Linked DNA regions of Anser cygnoides: region 2 is linked to region 1. Evidence: chromatin contacts called from public Hi-C data. All regions are on one chromosome and are shown on one strand. Each heading gives the region's core, a stretch centred on a gene start, on an enhancer-like site or on the middle of the called end of the contact. The rest is flanking DNA. Distances are from core to core; before and after follow the strand shown.

What was found. Hi-C and Micro-C count contacts between places; a contact is called where the count stands out from the background.
Region 2: a Hi-C map of liver shows a contact between it and region 1, with 8 times the contacts expected there. The contact joins the promoter of POP4 here to the promoter of UQCRFS1 in region 1. A contact is called at or near these places in 2 of 7 Hi-C or Micro-C datasets (both in liver).

What each region holds. Positions count from the first base shown.
Region 1 is chr12:19,990,133-19,998,076 of Taihu_goose_T2T_genome, forward strand. UQCRFS1 (ubiquinol-cytochrome c reductase, Rieske iron-sulfur polypeptide 1) reads right to left here and starts at 4,269. Exons shown (of 2, transcript XM_067004423.1): 1 at 4,012-4,269; 2 at 522-1,316. The coding sequence starts at 4,219. The coding sequence ends at 706. All of the region lies in intron 7 of LOC106039565, which reads left to right.
Region 2 is chr12:20,267,252-20,275,195 of Taihu_goose_T2T_genome, forward strand. POP4 (POP4 homolog, ribonuclease P/MRP subunit) reads left to right here and starts at 3,828. Exons shown (of 7, transcript XM_048073310.2): 1 at 3,828-4,031; 2 at 4,144-4,196; 3 at 4,518-4,741; 4 at 5,320-5,397; 5 at 5,610-5,671; 6 at 6,006-6,107; 7 at 6,595-6,979. The coding sequence starts at 4,025. The coding sequence ends at 6,731. The region is part of intron 5 of LOC106039568 (protein C19orf12-like); the gene reads right to left.

The sequences.
Region 1 (7,944 bases), core at 3,019-5,518:
TATATGATCTAATGTTTAGGTGTGTATAACATTGAGCCTCATCTGGAAATTTAAAAAAAAAAATATTGAAATTCTACTATGACACATTTATTTTTTGTCTACATCATCATAAAATTAACACTGCTACCCTAATAGCTAAACAACTATACACTGCCTCTGAACAATGTAAAATAACTTTTCCACGTATTTATGTATTTTCCCCTTCACTTCCTTCAAAAACAAACAAAAAATACATTGGGAGTAAAAGGATTGCATTTAATATGATTCTATACTGAAACTGACTCCACTGTTAGAAGTTCATTATAGGATTTTTTTAAAAGGTACTTCTTACTATACTGCAGTAAAAACTAAGTACAAGTAATGAATGTATGTGGTATGGAGAAAGCTGTGGTTCTGTAGTTCATTACTGATATTGAATCAGCATCTCTTCAGGAGGGCTGCATAAACATATTTGGGGTATGCTGTGGTATCTCTGACAAGACACACTAAGTCAGTACACAAACACATTATCATAGTCAGAATGAGTGCTCACTCACAAGTTTTTATTACAATTGAACATAGGGAAGTATTCGAACATACTTCAGGTTGAGTCAAGACAGCTAATGTGTATTCAAGATCATCTGGTTTGACAGCATTCCAGAGGATCAGTTAACCCTTTTGAGTGTACATTCATCAGAACAAGAAAACGAGCAAGCACTTGATTATTCAGCCAACAACAACTACATCATCACTAATAAACTGGTAAGTTGGAACCTCAAGGTTAAGGGGAGCAGGACCTTTCCTGATTCTGCCAGAGGCATCATAATGGGACCCATGGCAAGGGCAGTAATAACCACCAAAATCTCCGGAGTTAGCAATAGGTACACAACCAAGATGAGTGCAGACACCTATTAATATGACCCATTCTGGCTTCTTTACTCTGTCTAAATCATGCTGTGGATCTCTCAGTTTAGACAAATCAACTTCAGCTTCCTGATTAATCTCTGCTTGGGTTCTGTGGCGCACAAAGAGGGGCTTCCCCCTCCACTTGAAAGCCATGTTCTTGCCTTCCGGAATGTCAGACAGCTTGATTTCAATCTTTGACAATGCTAGCACATCAGCAGAAGCACTGAGGCTGGAAACAAACTGGGTGACAGCATTCTTAGCGGCATATGCAGCAGTTACACACATTGTTGCAGTCAGCAGGTAGGAAAACCCTTTTCTAGCTTCACTGCTGCTTTGAGAAGATGCTGTGGCATCTAGCACGTCTTGACGACGGTAGGCAGAGAAGTCAGGTACTGTGACATCATTATGGACACAACGCATGCTGGCAGGTGCTGCAAGGAAAATAATATGAAACGACAACACAAGTTAAAATATATTATGATGTATTTTATGTTAGTTGTTTTTTAATTACATTTTTTGAATGATGGGTAAGTTATTTCAAAGTCTTGGTAGCATTCCTGTAATTATACATTTTATAATTATTATAATTATTTAATTATACAATTTTAAGTTGTAAGCAAATGGTTACTAGATGGTATTTTTGGTAGATAACAAGTGATTTGTGAATCATTCCACCTTGTGAATCATTCCATTTCATTCCGTCAAAATTATATGAAACCTGTTAAGAACATAGTAGGACCTGCAAACAGTTCTGGGTTTAAAGTTTTTGTTGTTGCTTTTTTCAAATTTCAAGGAAAAAATGTTGCAGAATACAGTTACTATCTGAGAAGAAACAGACATTCTTTCTGTTCAAATGTTTCCCTTACAAACATGGTATGAAGAAATTTGATTTCCTTTGACTTAATTTCCATGCTTTTAATAATCTTCAGTGTCATTTTTAAGATTAAAAATGCAAGATCATATATCCCCCTTTACAGAAGTTTAAACTGCTGTCAAAGCTAACTGCCCCAGTAAATAATTTTTAAATCTTTCAGACTCCAATATTTAGTTTTTCAGATTTGGTACATAGAAGTGTTTAGGAATAAATTTAGTCAATATCTAGTTCCCAAACTTTGTGAGATTCCCATTTCAAACCAGTGTGCTAAACTGACAAGATGTGACTGCTTACTAAGAGGCCTTCCATTACCTTCTCCAGTGCAGGAAAGCTGCCTCCCTCAACAAAAATCTAGTATGCTAGGGAAAAGAACACACTAAGGACATTATTTGCTAAAATACAACCTCTGTTACTTGACAAGAACTATTTAGTCTTAGTTTTTTCTAGCAGTTGGCACAAGGTTAACAGAGGTTAATAGAAAGTGTTCGCTCAAAGTACTCAAAATAGATCTCAGAGATCTATATCCAATCTAATGGGGAAAGTATTTACATTTATTTACAATTAACTCAGCAAAGAGAAGATATTTGCTCTAGGATATTAATTGCAGAGAAATTAACTGAAAATTCTCTGAGAGCAAGCCATACTAACTTATCCCAGTACCAAGACATATATACACATTAGTAACCCGCTAATAAGCGTTACAATTAAGCTACTTTTTTTTTATACTCAATGTAAAGTGTGACTATGTTAACTGAAGCTAAGAATAAGACTACATATCAACTACATTAATTACAGATCTCTAGAATTTCCACCTGAACATATCCTTTACAGCTGTGTCAGGTGAAGTCTATGGTTCTAATCACTACACGCACAGCAGTCTCCAAGACTTGCAGGAATATCCTAGTTAACAGCATGATGCAAACTGTTGCTACATGCCCAACATCAGCAGATAAGGAAGCTTATTTTCACTCCAGTAGAAACTGGTTTCTTGAAATGTGCTAAAAATTGCAGCAATTTGAATGGGTCCTTTTTTAATACCACAATGGGACCACCCTAGATTGGCATTACAGATTTCCATGTATGCCTCAAAAAAACCAGAAGTAGCATCAACCTTTTTGTCCTTTCCTGTGTTCCTACAAAAAAGTGGAAGACACTGAACCTGTAAATGTGGTTTGAAATAACACTGTTCAGCAACTCTTTTTATCTCTTAAGAATAATACAGGGCTGCTGATGCAGCACATCAAACAAGTAGGAGTGGCCCTCTATTTCTATCCATTTTCTATATTTTATGAAATGAGTAGGGGATACCATTTTAAAACGTACATGTACTGGGTACAAAAGATCCTTCATTTGGGGAGTAAAGTAACCTTTCAAAAATGTTTCTAGTATCTCATACTAAGTCTATGTAAATTGCAGATCTTTTGTTCCTCTAAAGGGCTTTTTGGCCTAATACATCTCATCTTGGTCAGGCTGAGTGCTTCAGACCAGCTGGCTTGCTATCAGCAGCATAAGCAGGCTGCATTCCGAAAGGCTGCCAATTGCATGTCCGTGGGCACATCCCATCCCTTAATACATGAAGTACACGGCATTAGCCACAATCTTGAAGTCTTGCGTTAACTCGCTGCTGTTAAAGACATCTTGAGGTCAGGACTTGGGTATCACGTCTGCTGACGAATACTTGTTATCCTGCTTTTGGCAAACCGCCTTCACTGGACATAAGCACATGAGCAGATGCAGTTTCCAAGTGATGAAAAGACACACTTGTGAGACCTACAACCACAGTAATAATGGGCTAGGCTATATTGGCATTTCACGTAAAGCCACTGTCTTTCTCTGGCCACAGGTTGGATTCTGCGAGAACTAACTGGAGTAACTTGATGGGGATTTCCTTGCACCTTCCCAAATGCAAAATAAACAGCCACCCAAGTCACCACCAACAAGCAGAACTTCAAGCGCCCTCAGCGCTACACACATTCGCGTTACCACGAGGCCGGCCGCCCGGGACCAAACCGTGCGCCCCGCAGGGCTCCACAAGCACGAGCGGCGAGCGCCGCAGCCGCCGCCGCCGCTAAGCCCCCGCACGCCTCACTTCCCCCCGCCCCACTGGCCCCGCCGCAGGGCTGCCCCGGCGCCGCTGGAAGCCGCCCCCGTCCTCCCCGCCGGTCCCGGTGCCTGCCGCCCCGTCGCGGCCGCCCCTCGGCAGGCCCCCGCGCCCGGCTCCCCGCCGCCCCCCGGCCCGGCCCGGCCCGCACCGTTGAGGCTGGCGCTGGCGACGAGCCCCCCCCGGGCCGAGCGGCCGCTCAGCGACTCCCGGCAGAGCAGCGGCCGCCGCAGGTCCAGCGGCACCTTCTCGGCCCGCAGCGCCGCGGGCGCCAGCGCCTTGAGCGGGCCAGGCACGGCGTGCGCGGCGGCCGACAGGTAGGGCGCGAAGGGCCCGGAGCGGGCGGCCACGGACAACATGGCGGCGGCTGCGGCGCTGCCCGGTCACCGCCGCGACCTTCCCGGCTGTCGCGGCGCGGTGACGTCACAGCGGGGCCGGCCCAGAGCCGCCGCAGCGCCGCGCGGCCCGCCCCGCAGGCGGCTCTCGGCCGGGCGGGGCCGCGCTGCTGGGGCCCGCGGCCTGCGGCCTGCGCGGGGCTCGGGGCGGCGGCGGGAAGGGGCGGCACCGGCCCCGGTGCCCGCGGGTCGGCGGCTGCTGGGGGCTCCGGAGTCTCCCTGGGGCTTGGTTCCCCAAGGTTTTCTGTTCGCGTAAAGCACGTTAGTCACTGGTTTTGCTCTCCTTGGGACTGTTCCATGTCACTGCCAAACAGCTCCATGCTGTTGCAAACATGCTTTTTTTACTGTTTTTTTACTTCATTGAGGTATTTTTTTGAAAGGGCAGTATAGGAAATAATTCAGCATGTCAGCCTTGCTGTATTGAAATCCTATCTTAGAATGCCTCAGATGATACTTGTAAGCAAATTGAAATCATTACATTTTACAGTGTTTCAAAGGATGGTTCAGGAAACACTGCCGGGACATCTGACCAGTCCAGTGCGTCTCCTGTAGGTACAGATCGATTCAAACAAAGCAATGAGATTACAAAACATCTTGGAGGGGTTTACATGTTCTCCCTTGGTACTCACTTGTGACACGATTTGGTGGTGTGTAAATACCAATGAGAAACATTACTTCAAAGGAAACTGCCAGATCTGTGACATGACATGCCCCTTATTATTTCTCCTATTTGTTGCACAGGGTATGATTTTTGCCCCTTTTGTTTCCTTTTCTTAGCTTTTCTGTTTATTTTTTATTTTTCTTTCTTTTTATTTTTTAATAGTTCTATATCAGTTGCAATTCGGGAAGAACTTAAAAATTTTCAGCTTGTCATAGGGGATTTGTGAGTGATCAATTTTACATGTTTGAAAAATGTGAAGCATGTTTTACCATGCACTCGTTAACGTTTATAACGTTGTTTCTGGGGGCATGGGGCAGCTGCCACAGCTTCAGTGTGTGCCATTGCTCATCAGCATGTTCTGCCTGGAGCTCAGGCTGCTCTGGAAGTCAAATGGTTCCCCAGAAACTCATTCTTATTATCAGTGATTAGGAGGGTGAAGGAACACAGCAGCTCTGATTATTGCCAAAAATATATTTCTTCCATTCTCAGTTCACAAATTATCCCTGTAACATGGGCTGAGATGCAAACACGAGTCCAATTTTCATCTTCACTTGGATCGGTTTCGTTCAACTATATGGATGGTATGGGAAGCTTGTTTATTGTTGCACCTATTGATTGGTGCAGTTAGCTTAAGAAAAAAACACCCTCCCCCAACACTCCCACATATTTTAAATACTTCTCTATTAAGGGAAGAAATTTCAGTACACTTGAGGAATCTTTGAAGTGGTTTAGATTATTTATCAAAAGAGTGTACCAAGCTGCTCTCCTGAAGATAGAGTGAGTTGTTTTCCAAAAGCTCCCAACGTATTTTTGAGTAACAAAAAGCTAAATCAAAGGCTCTGCCTTTAGGATTTTTTTCTGGCCATGCATGCTGCTTGTCCCTGTGTGGATGTAGGCCAAGTCAAAGTATTTCATAGTACTGTATTAATGTTACAGAAAGTATTCTGGTAAATTTAAATATTTCTTCTATTAAGAATATTCTAAATCTAGTATAATAGCTGCAGATTTGGCTTGACCTGCAAGGGTAGTCCCCAAATGGTTGATGGTATTACTCCATGGAACTTCTCACATGGAAATAAGATTGTTTTTAAAAGAGCATCCTCTTAAGAGGTATGCCAGCAACGTGCAAAACAGAAATGTCAATTAATTTGTATGTTTAGTTTCTTTAATTAGATAATAAATGTGATTTCATCTTTTTGACTGCATTGCAAAATAATCTGTAGCAAAACAATGCTGCTGTCAGCTCGTTCCTCCATGCAACAGGCAAATGGCATCCTCCAGGCAAATTAAAACTCAGTCCACTCCCAAGGGCAATTCTGGAGGTGGTAGTTTAGTTGATAAAATGAATCTTGGCACATACAGGCTGCACACTCTGAGGAAGGGCAGCAATTTTCAGAGGTGAGGAGGAAGAATACCTTAGTAGTCTTTCCTCCTTTTGCAGCAGGGAAGCTGTTAGTTGGCTGCCACCACAGAGCACTACAGCCTTGACGTACAGACAGGCTTCTGCTCAGGTGGTAGCATTGGAAAGAATGAGTGTCTCGGACTCTTCACTGAAGCACCAACCCAGCCACGTGACAAAGTCCTTCCTCTAGGCAAGGTTCCAGTTCTCTGTAGTAACCACTTAAAGATTTTGGACAATATTCTCACCCAAAACTCGTTTGGGTTAACTGCAAGGGTAAGAGGAGAATAAACATATCACACAGACAAATTCTGGGCTAAAGGAAAGATCCATTCTTTCAATAAAAACTATGGTGAATAAATTAATACCTGTTTATTATTATTATTTTTCATTTATTTATAACATCAATTTTGTACTTGTCACAGCTTCCAAGAGTAAAGTTCAGCTTGGAATACTAGGTGGATGCACTGGTAGGTACATCCTTGCTCTAGTCAAGCCTCGTCACTTCTTCAAGCTTCTAAAATTTTCCCAAAATGCAAAATAAACTTGGCAAAGAGGTTTGTGAGGAAGAAATGTGATCTAAACTATTGTGTAGAACTCTAAGCATGATTTCTCACCTAGTCAACCCAGTCCATGCATACAAGGCTGTGAAGCTTTAGTGTTTCCTACTGGCTATATCGGGAGCTATTGTTGTGAAATTCAGCTGTTGCTAATGATGCTACTGCTAAATTACTTTATGATTGTGCATTTTAAAAGATGTCTCAGTGGAATGGTAGTTTAGGGACTGGCCCTATTAAGATTTATTTAGGGGTTTGACTTTTTCATATAAGTAATTCACTGAGTCTTTTTAACTGGTGTCTGAAATGCACTGAAATATGGTTGTTCTAATTAAGTAGGATGGATCTTTCCCGTTCCAGTGGTATTGATCTATAATTTATTTCTTTCCCAGCAAGTTTTTCACATCTAAGCCTGTATAGATAATGATTTACCCAACTAAGTGCACTGTACTGCTGGTAACCGTAGTTAGTAGTGAAGTAGTAATTGTAGGGGTACTGTGGTGTTATTCTAGAGGAAAAATAATTTGTAGACTACTGGGATTATGAATCAATGTGGAGGTGGAAGTAAATTATATTCAAACAGGAAAGAGAAAATTAGAAAGGACCCATATTTTTGCCAATTTAACAGGATAAATTTTAAAAACTTTATTTTGTTTTACAGAAAAAGACCTAAAGAAACATGATCTTATTTACTGTTCTCAAATAGATTACAGAATTACCGTAATCATAATAAATACCTGATCGGAATCAAAAAGTAATAACAGGGCAAGAGGAAGTTCTTCTAAGGCCATCAGATTTTAATATGCTGAAGATAATTGGTGTTTCACTGTGAGACTGAGCATCTGAGCTAGTGCTTGTAGATGTTTGTTTTTTTTAAAGGATTCTAAGCTTTGACAGTGAGAAATGATCTGAATTCACTAATACAGCTCAGTTGTTCGGGATGGGGCAGAGGTAGCTTTACAATATGTTTTTCTGTCTGGGTGCTACTCCTAGAGACTTGGCAAAATGTGCTTGCTACTTCTAGAGAGTTTTGACAAAATGAGGTAGCTGTCATTTATTTGGAAAACATGAT
Region 2 (7,944 bases), core at 2,578-5,077, 280 kb after region 1:
ACAGCAAAGCCAGACTTTCTTATTCACGCTTAAGTAACATCTGCAATTTGAGAGGACAAGGAGCTGGGATTTTAAGGTAATAATGACCCTTCAGTCAGCGTGAATAGTTTATCAGGTCAGGAGGACATATCTCATCCTAATCAATGAGTTAGACAAACTGATAAAGCAGAAAACTTACTGAAAAACACATTGAAAAGGAACATTTGTGGGACCAGAAGGTATATCATAAGATTACACTCTTAAACCAAACCCAGCCGTCCGAAATTCATCAAATAAATCTATAATGCAAGAGTTTGGGCTTCCACACATAAACATTACAAACTCCCCCCTAGTAAACCTACAGTGCCACGAAATGAAAGTCCAGGCTACTGATACCAAATACTCTGTTTACCCAGCTGTCCGAACAGCAATTCTTAGTGTGCCCGTACCCCCCATTCCCCAGGCACAGCCTTTTCCACAGCCTGAAATGCTGGCATGGGCCTGATCCGGGTCAGGCTGAAAGGAGCCGTCAGCGGGACAAGGAAAAAGTGGCGGAGAAAGGACGGTGAGGAGCAGGTGGCGGTGGCAGGACTGCCGTGGTACGTGAGCCGGCTGCACACTGCTTCAGCACACGGTGGGGAAGTTATGGTAGCTGCCTGATATTCAGATGGAGGAAATCAGATCAGAGCATTTTAAATGGAAATTATTTTCGCTAGTACAGCTGTCCCCGGGGACCAAATCCAACTGCTAATACAATTTGGCCAAGAGGAATAAACTATATTGATCTTGAGAGCTCAAATGCTTGCTGAGACGGTCTTTTAAAGAATTACAGTATCTATTTCTTGTATCACCTGCAATCAGCAAAAGTGATTATAACAGTGATTATAGCCCAGTCACTTTTTACACACATCAGTCCACCTCTGCTCATCTCCAGCTTCGGCTCATGATAACTCTTTAAAAAAACAAACAAACAAACAAACAAACACCCCTGATCTTCTATTCTTATGTCATACAAATATCTTCTTTTACATTATAGTAGATTTATCTGTGGAAGGAGGATTTTGAAGGAATTCAGTTTCACCATAAGTAAAAGTCTTTGGCTACTCTGCACCTGAAGTTCTAGCTTTCTGTGACTGTGACTATAAAGCAACTTCTATTATTGCTCCCACATTCACTCTGACATTCCCCCAGGACACTGCTGTGACCTGACTTGGCCTGCATACATTCTTTTCCCAACACACCTGTAATTCAGAAATACCGACAGCTAAAGCAATATAGCCCCCTACTGTACACAAGTATAGTGGTTCAGTGTTGGGTTTTTACAAATATATATATATATATATATATTTAGAGAGCAATAAATAATGCCAAACACAGATTTAATGGAATAAGAAATACCAGTGTTGCCACCTTAACTTGGAATAAATAATATACATTAGGGGTTTATATCACCATAAACCTATATCATGCTTTCACGCTGATTTACTTGAAGAAGTAAAAAGATTCAAAGGTCTAAGACACACAGACAGGTGGAGGAGGTGATACTGCACATTCAGAAACATGCATTATAATTATTTTGTTTGCTCTTTTGTTCGCATATTTCCACTATTTCCACATATTTTCCTGGAACACATACTAATGCACTAATCTCGCTCCCTCAGCCATTGTATCTGAAGATAAATTGGGAAATGAAGACGTAGAGCTGTTGGAAGAGACTGGCTTCCCCAGGCACCAGTTTAGCCTGGATCATTGGATTTACAACACCAGCATCGCCAACACTGATTTGACTATTAATCCCTTAAGTGCCTCAGGAATTGCAGCATAAATCCAGTGAAGGAGCACTCATACGGCCCTGAAGACCCATAGTGCTCATCCTGGTACTCCATTCATGAAAATTGATCTTTTCTTAATAGCAATGACAACTCAAGGTGTCACAGCTTTGTAAAATCAAGAGATCTGTTTGCTGTGGCAATGTCCTTAACTGCCAGGAGGTCTCTGATACACATCAATCGGTCCTCATACTTAATACTCTGAAGAGGCTGGCCCTTTTTTCTTTACAAACATACACACATATCTACAATTTCATTCCCCGTTAGGTATCACTTCAGTGCCTTTGTGCTCCACAGCAGCACTCAACAAATTGTCGTATTTCCTATACTCTGGCTCAGTAACTCGCTCTGTACGTCTCCTTTACCAAGCAGTTCTTCATTATGTGCTAAGCCAATACCCACCCCGTGACAGGAATATAAACACTTTATTTATTTGGAGAACCAACACATCTGAGCAGAGGGCAGCACGAGCTGGGATTCGGCTGGCAAGGAAAAGGAATTAGCTGCACTGGTTTCAAGAGCAAGACGTGTCTTATCCCAAGAGTAGAGAGGCAGCAACAGGGGCAGAAGAGGCAAACCTCACAGCAGGTAACACCTTCCTTGTCTTTTGAATATGAATGTTTGACTCTGGTTAGAAATAATGTTCATTTTGCACCTTGATCTTTGCTGTAATAATAGTAATGTAGCTATTCAAAAGCCTAACAGAAGTTAATGTCATTAAATGTTTCCTATCTGCTTTAATCTAAATGGCTAATCTAACAATCTACCCTGGCCACAGCTTCCTCCTTTGCAGGACCTCATCACTGTGATAAGCAATGTTACTTCTCTTTTTTGTGTTCTTTTTATTATTATTATTTTATTTTGCTCTTAGAGATGACTGCCCCCTCTGGTTTGTGATTTACAAGGCACATGGAGCTCTATGGGACCCTTACTTCTGCAGAAACCCAGTTCCAGCCACACCAGCAGCCGTGTACTCCAGAAACAATGGCATATATAGCAAGGCTTTCCCAGACTTAGGAAGTCTTTGTCACCTCTAGCAGGATAGCCGCTGAAATTTGAGGTTAAGGCTGGGATCTGCTACCTTAGCCAGCAGTGGGGTAACAATATAGTATTTCTTTTGATATGCCAAGTAGTAAAACCTCTCTATAAAAAGCTTTTTAGCAAGCAGACTCTAATAATTGTTGTGGTTTTTTTTTAACTTGTTTGCTCAGAAAGTTTTGAGATGCCTTTCCTTTCCTTTTGTCCAGTATGACCTTGCAGTGCAGACTTCTGGCAATGCCAGAGACAAAGGACTGGTCTCCCGCCTACCAAATGCTCTTTCTACGCTGTCCGCTATTGACAGTTATGTCTGTTCGCACATAACATCCCATCTAAATCTCCCCCCTTTCAGTGTAAAGCTATTCTCCCCTGTCCTATCACTATCTGCCCGTATTTTCTCTCCGTCCTGAGAAAATAGTTCTGGCACAATTACTGCTTTGTGATAAGAATTTGTGAAATTAATTAGCAAAGTAACATTGTCTTTAATAAAATTTTAAACTTTCCGTGTTAAATTCATAGGTTTAACTCAATTAGCGTCATGTAATTTTCTCTGTTTTCTGAAGTTTCTCCTTTATCGTTTTGCTTAAGGCAGTACAAGGCTCGCTAACCCCACCGCGACCAGGGCAGGCAGGGACCGCTGAGGAAGCCAGCGCCTCAGTACGCGTCGGGGCAGGCCAGGCTGGCAGCCCCGGGCCGCTGGGCGCTGGATCAGGAGCGGACGGCGCCCAGCCCGTCGCACCGGCACGCGGCGGCACCGCGGCGCCAGCAGGGCACCCCGCCGCCCTGCGGGAGGGCTGCTGACGGCCGTGTGACACGGCACAGCGGGCGCGTTGTCTTTCGAACGTCTGTCACGGCCTGGCATCGCTCCTCTAGCGAGCGATGCATCGGTGCAGCTTTCTGCGGTTCCGTGAGAGGCGGGGGCGCGGGCCGTTATTTTTAATTATCCCCGGTAACGAAGCACGGCAGCGACCAGGCCTCCCGCCGCCACACCCCCCCGGGACCCCGCGCATGCGCCCCTCCCCCTCACGCCCCCTCAGGAGGTGGGCGCGCGCAACACCGCGCATGCGCACCCCGGAAGCCGCCTGGCGGATAAAAGCGGCGGCGGGCGGGCGCCGATCCCGGCTGCAGGCTGTGCGCGCGCGCGGGCACGTCAGCGGCCTGCGCCCGGCGCCGCCGCCATGGAGGGTGAGCGGGACGGGGGGAGCGGGGTCGGGACATTGGGGGCCGCCGGTCCCCGCCGCCGTGCCCCGTGCGGGTGCGCTGTACGGCTGACGGCCCCGCTCTGTGCCCCGTGCAGGTGCGCTGTACGGCGGGCTGCCGCGCCAGGCGACGGAGGAGCTGTGCTTGCAGGTACCGCCGCCGCCGGCCCCGGGCACTCGGCGGGGGCTGAGGCGCTGGGGGTCGCCGGGGAGCGTCGGGGTCGCGTCCGGAGGCTCCGGGCCTGTGTCTGGAGGCTCCCCGAGGTGTGGGCGTGGGGGTGAGTGGAAAAAAAAAGCTCGGGGCGTGTTGTGCTTGGCCGCCTGGCGGCCAGGTGGGGCTTCAGAACGTGAGGTATGTTAGTACTGCTCTCGTGGGGTTACTGGGTGGCTCTGTCACCGGTAAGGACGGCAGGCAGCAGCGGCTGCTTTAGTTTTATTAAGTTCGTAAAGTGTTTCGTCAAAATGTCTTCAGCCTCAGAGGTCAGAAGAGGCTAAAGCCTTTGTAAGCGCCTTCCTGAAGCGTAGCATGCCAAAAATGAAAGATGAAGCTATCCAGGATGTGTTATCTCGGAAAGCCGTAATTCTGGAGCATTATGCCAGAAAAAGAAAAAAGCAAAAGAGGAAGAAACCTAAAAGCTTTACTGCAAAGCAGAGGCGAGAAATGCGTCTTTTTGAAATCGAACCTGAACAGCAGAGGTAAGATCTAAAATACTTTCTTTGTGTGAGAAGTTCATAAAAAGTAAAAACCAGGAGCACATATATGTGGCTACTCACTCTTCAGTACATACAGTCAGTCTGTTACTCTGTGGCAATTAACCACAGCAATTACTTTGGCTGAATATATGGTAAAATTGTTTGTTACTGGGTTCTCTTTCCTCTTGTGTACCCAAATACAAGAAATCAAAACCAAATACAGTTGCCTTGGATTTCTGTTTTTAAAAGTTAAACTGTGACCAGAATTTTCTGTCGGGTTTCTCAACTTAATACATGTTGAATGACTTCCTTCCTTGTAAAACAAAGTAAGGAGGGAGGTAGGGGAGTAGAAACCTCTTAATGCATCACTGTTTTGGGTTGACAGGAGACTATTTTTTCATAAAAATAAACCTGTTGGTTAGTGGTCTACTTCCCATGCAAGGTATTAGAGCAGGTAATAAAAGGTATTAAAGCTCATCCATATTTAAAGAGTTAAGACTAACATCGATTATTTCAGTAATCAAGCAACAGATTTTTTGATAATTAAGTTTTGTATGATAACTTTTGCCTTTTAACTACAGATATGCAATCTTTTTACCACTGCATGAACTGTGGAAACAGTACATCAGAGACCTATGCTATGGACTTAAACCAGATGCGTAAGTTCAGATATATTAAAATTAGTGGGTTTGGTTAGTAATTATTTTCAGGTTTACTGATTTACTTCTTGAAGTATCAGAGCTATAGAAAGAGTATATATACACCTATAAGATGAGTTTTGATCATGATTTCAGTAATCCCAGTCACTTTGTAAACCTACTCTTCTCCATATATTTTTCATTCCTTCTCTGATCCCACCCTCTTCTCCAAGGCAACCACAGATGGTTCAGGCCAAACTGCTAAAAGCTGATCTCCATGGAGCTATTGTTACAGGTATCCTGATTGTTTTGTGTTTTTTTCCTCAAAAAAATGTGAAGTTCAGTAGACTCCTATATTTCAGATGCTTATTTTTAAATTCTTTTTGGTATTGAATCTAGAATCACATAGTAGTTACTGTGATTAATGCTTTCTCCATTAACCAATTCTACTTAACTTTTAACTGCTTTTGAAAACCTGATTGCAAAGAAAACTGAGTTCTGCCAGTTATTACTGTAACTGCATTGTTTCAGAATATTACAATGAGCTTCTGAAATCATGAGACAACTGTAGAACAGCAAACAAACTGCAGCTGAGTTTTTCTAATGCATATGTATTCTTGTTTCTTCAGTCACAAAATCAAAATGCCCCTCTTATGTTGGGATAACAGGAATCATTCTACAGGAATTTAAACATGTCTTCAAAATTATCACTAGAGATGACAAAGTAAAAGGTATGCTAGATTTTTTCAGTGCTTCTTAAAACTTGAATAACCAAAATTTCTTAAATTCACACTGCTTTTGAGCAAATGTGTGGTAGTGCATTGTTCTGTATCAGTCCTTTGTATCAGTTCTTTGCATAGTAGAAGTCAATGTTTTAACCAACAATGTAAAAGCCCAGTATCTTACCAAAAGTATTTCAGTAGAAGTGAGCAAGAGAAAACATTTTCAGTGAACCTAATATGCATGTGGTGTGTTCATCTGATTTACTTTAGATGTTCTCTGCAGCACTTACTGCATGCTCATAAAAGAGGACTAACTTTTAGTAATTGCTACTTAAGATAGAGGTTTAGGTTATGTATGTTCTCTTAATAAAGCATAAACTTGAAATGTGCCAAACCTGAAGCCTATGTGTGAATAATATCCTGTGGTATATCAATATCTGTTTTGAACAGGGATTTTAGTCCTTTTTCATTAATTTCTTTCCTTTTGCATTTTCAGTTGTTCCCAAACTTAACAATGTATTTAGCTTGGAGATTGATGGATTCATTTCCTACATTTATGGAAGCAAGTTCCAGTTCAGAGCAAGTGAGCGATCTGCAAAGAAGTTCAAGCTAAAAGGAACTATTGACCTATGATTTCATAGCAAATCAGAAGTATATTTAATAAAAATGCCTACTGTTTTCCTGCAGTTTGAGAACCAGGTTTTCAGGCAAACTGAAAATGGAATTAACTGTTTGAAGGTTTTCTAGAGCATTTCTTCATACTGAAGACTAGCTTCTGTTGCCTTGAAAGTACTCTGTCGGGCTGTCGGAGTTTAGTTGTGTTATTTGTATGTAAGTATGTAACATTCTGCCTTGTATTAAACTTAGTACTGATTACCTGGCTTCTGTTTCAGTTTATTAATCGTATATTTGCAATGAAGATTTTATCTTTGAATTTTGTGATAAATGTTACTGTTGCCTTCTGTATAAACTGGGCAACATCTAACTATTTTCTCCATATGAGGAGACTATGGAAAAGCAGTTTTCTTCAGTTTCAGTCATTGCTCCTGGGTGAACATCAGTGTCTTTGCCTGGTACAAGTATATGCAGGTAAGTTGGTTCAACTGATAGGTTTTACCTTGAATATCTCTGTTCCAGTGTTTAATATTGTTGTAGGTAAGTGGTACATAAGTGAAAAATCTAAGCATACAGACTGGCTATAGCAGTTTGTCTAGCTTTCATAATGAAATTCCAAATTGCATTTAGCCAAAGCCAAGTACTAAACAGGTAAGTAGTTCATGCTGCATACATGCTATTCTGAGAAACTTTTTAATGCAAGCATTAGGGAAAAATGTCTTCATGTCAGCAGCAAAGGTGTTTTGTACTGCAAAAGGTATCTTTTCCTGACAGCACAATGCAGAATTCATTTTAAGAGGATCAAGAAAGGTTTCTGGATTGTCTTCTGCACCTAAACTCTAGGGGATGCTTCACTATTTAACTTGCAAGGACTGATAAATATCAAGGTCAGTAAAATTACTCATATTAGTCTGCACTTATTTGTGCTATTTTAAGAGTTGTTTTCTAAATGGAGGAATATAAATATTAAAGTTCTTTTGAGCTTACAAGGTCATTCAGAATTCCAAAACAATCATCTGGATTCCGGTCCATGAGGTGTTTAAAATTAACAGGCTCTTAGTTGAGCATTACCAGAAAAGCAAGTTATCCAACTTAAAATAAGTAGTTCTGTGTTGCAAGTACTGAGAACTACTTGGTACTTAAATTAAATCCAAGTCATTAGAAAAGAAATAGCGTCCTCAATCCCTTTATCTCCTTTTTTCATACTGTTTTTACTTGGTGTACTTCCCAG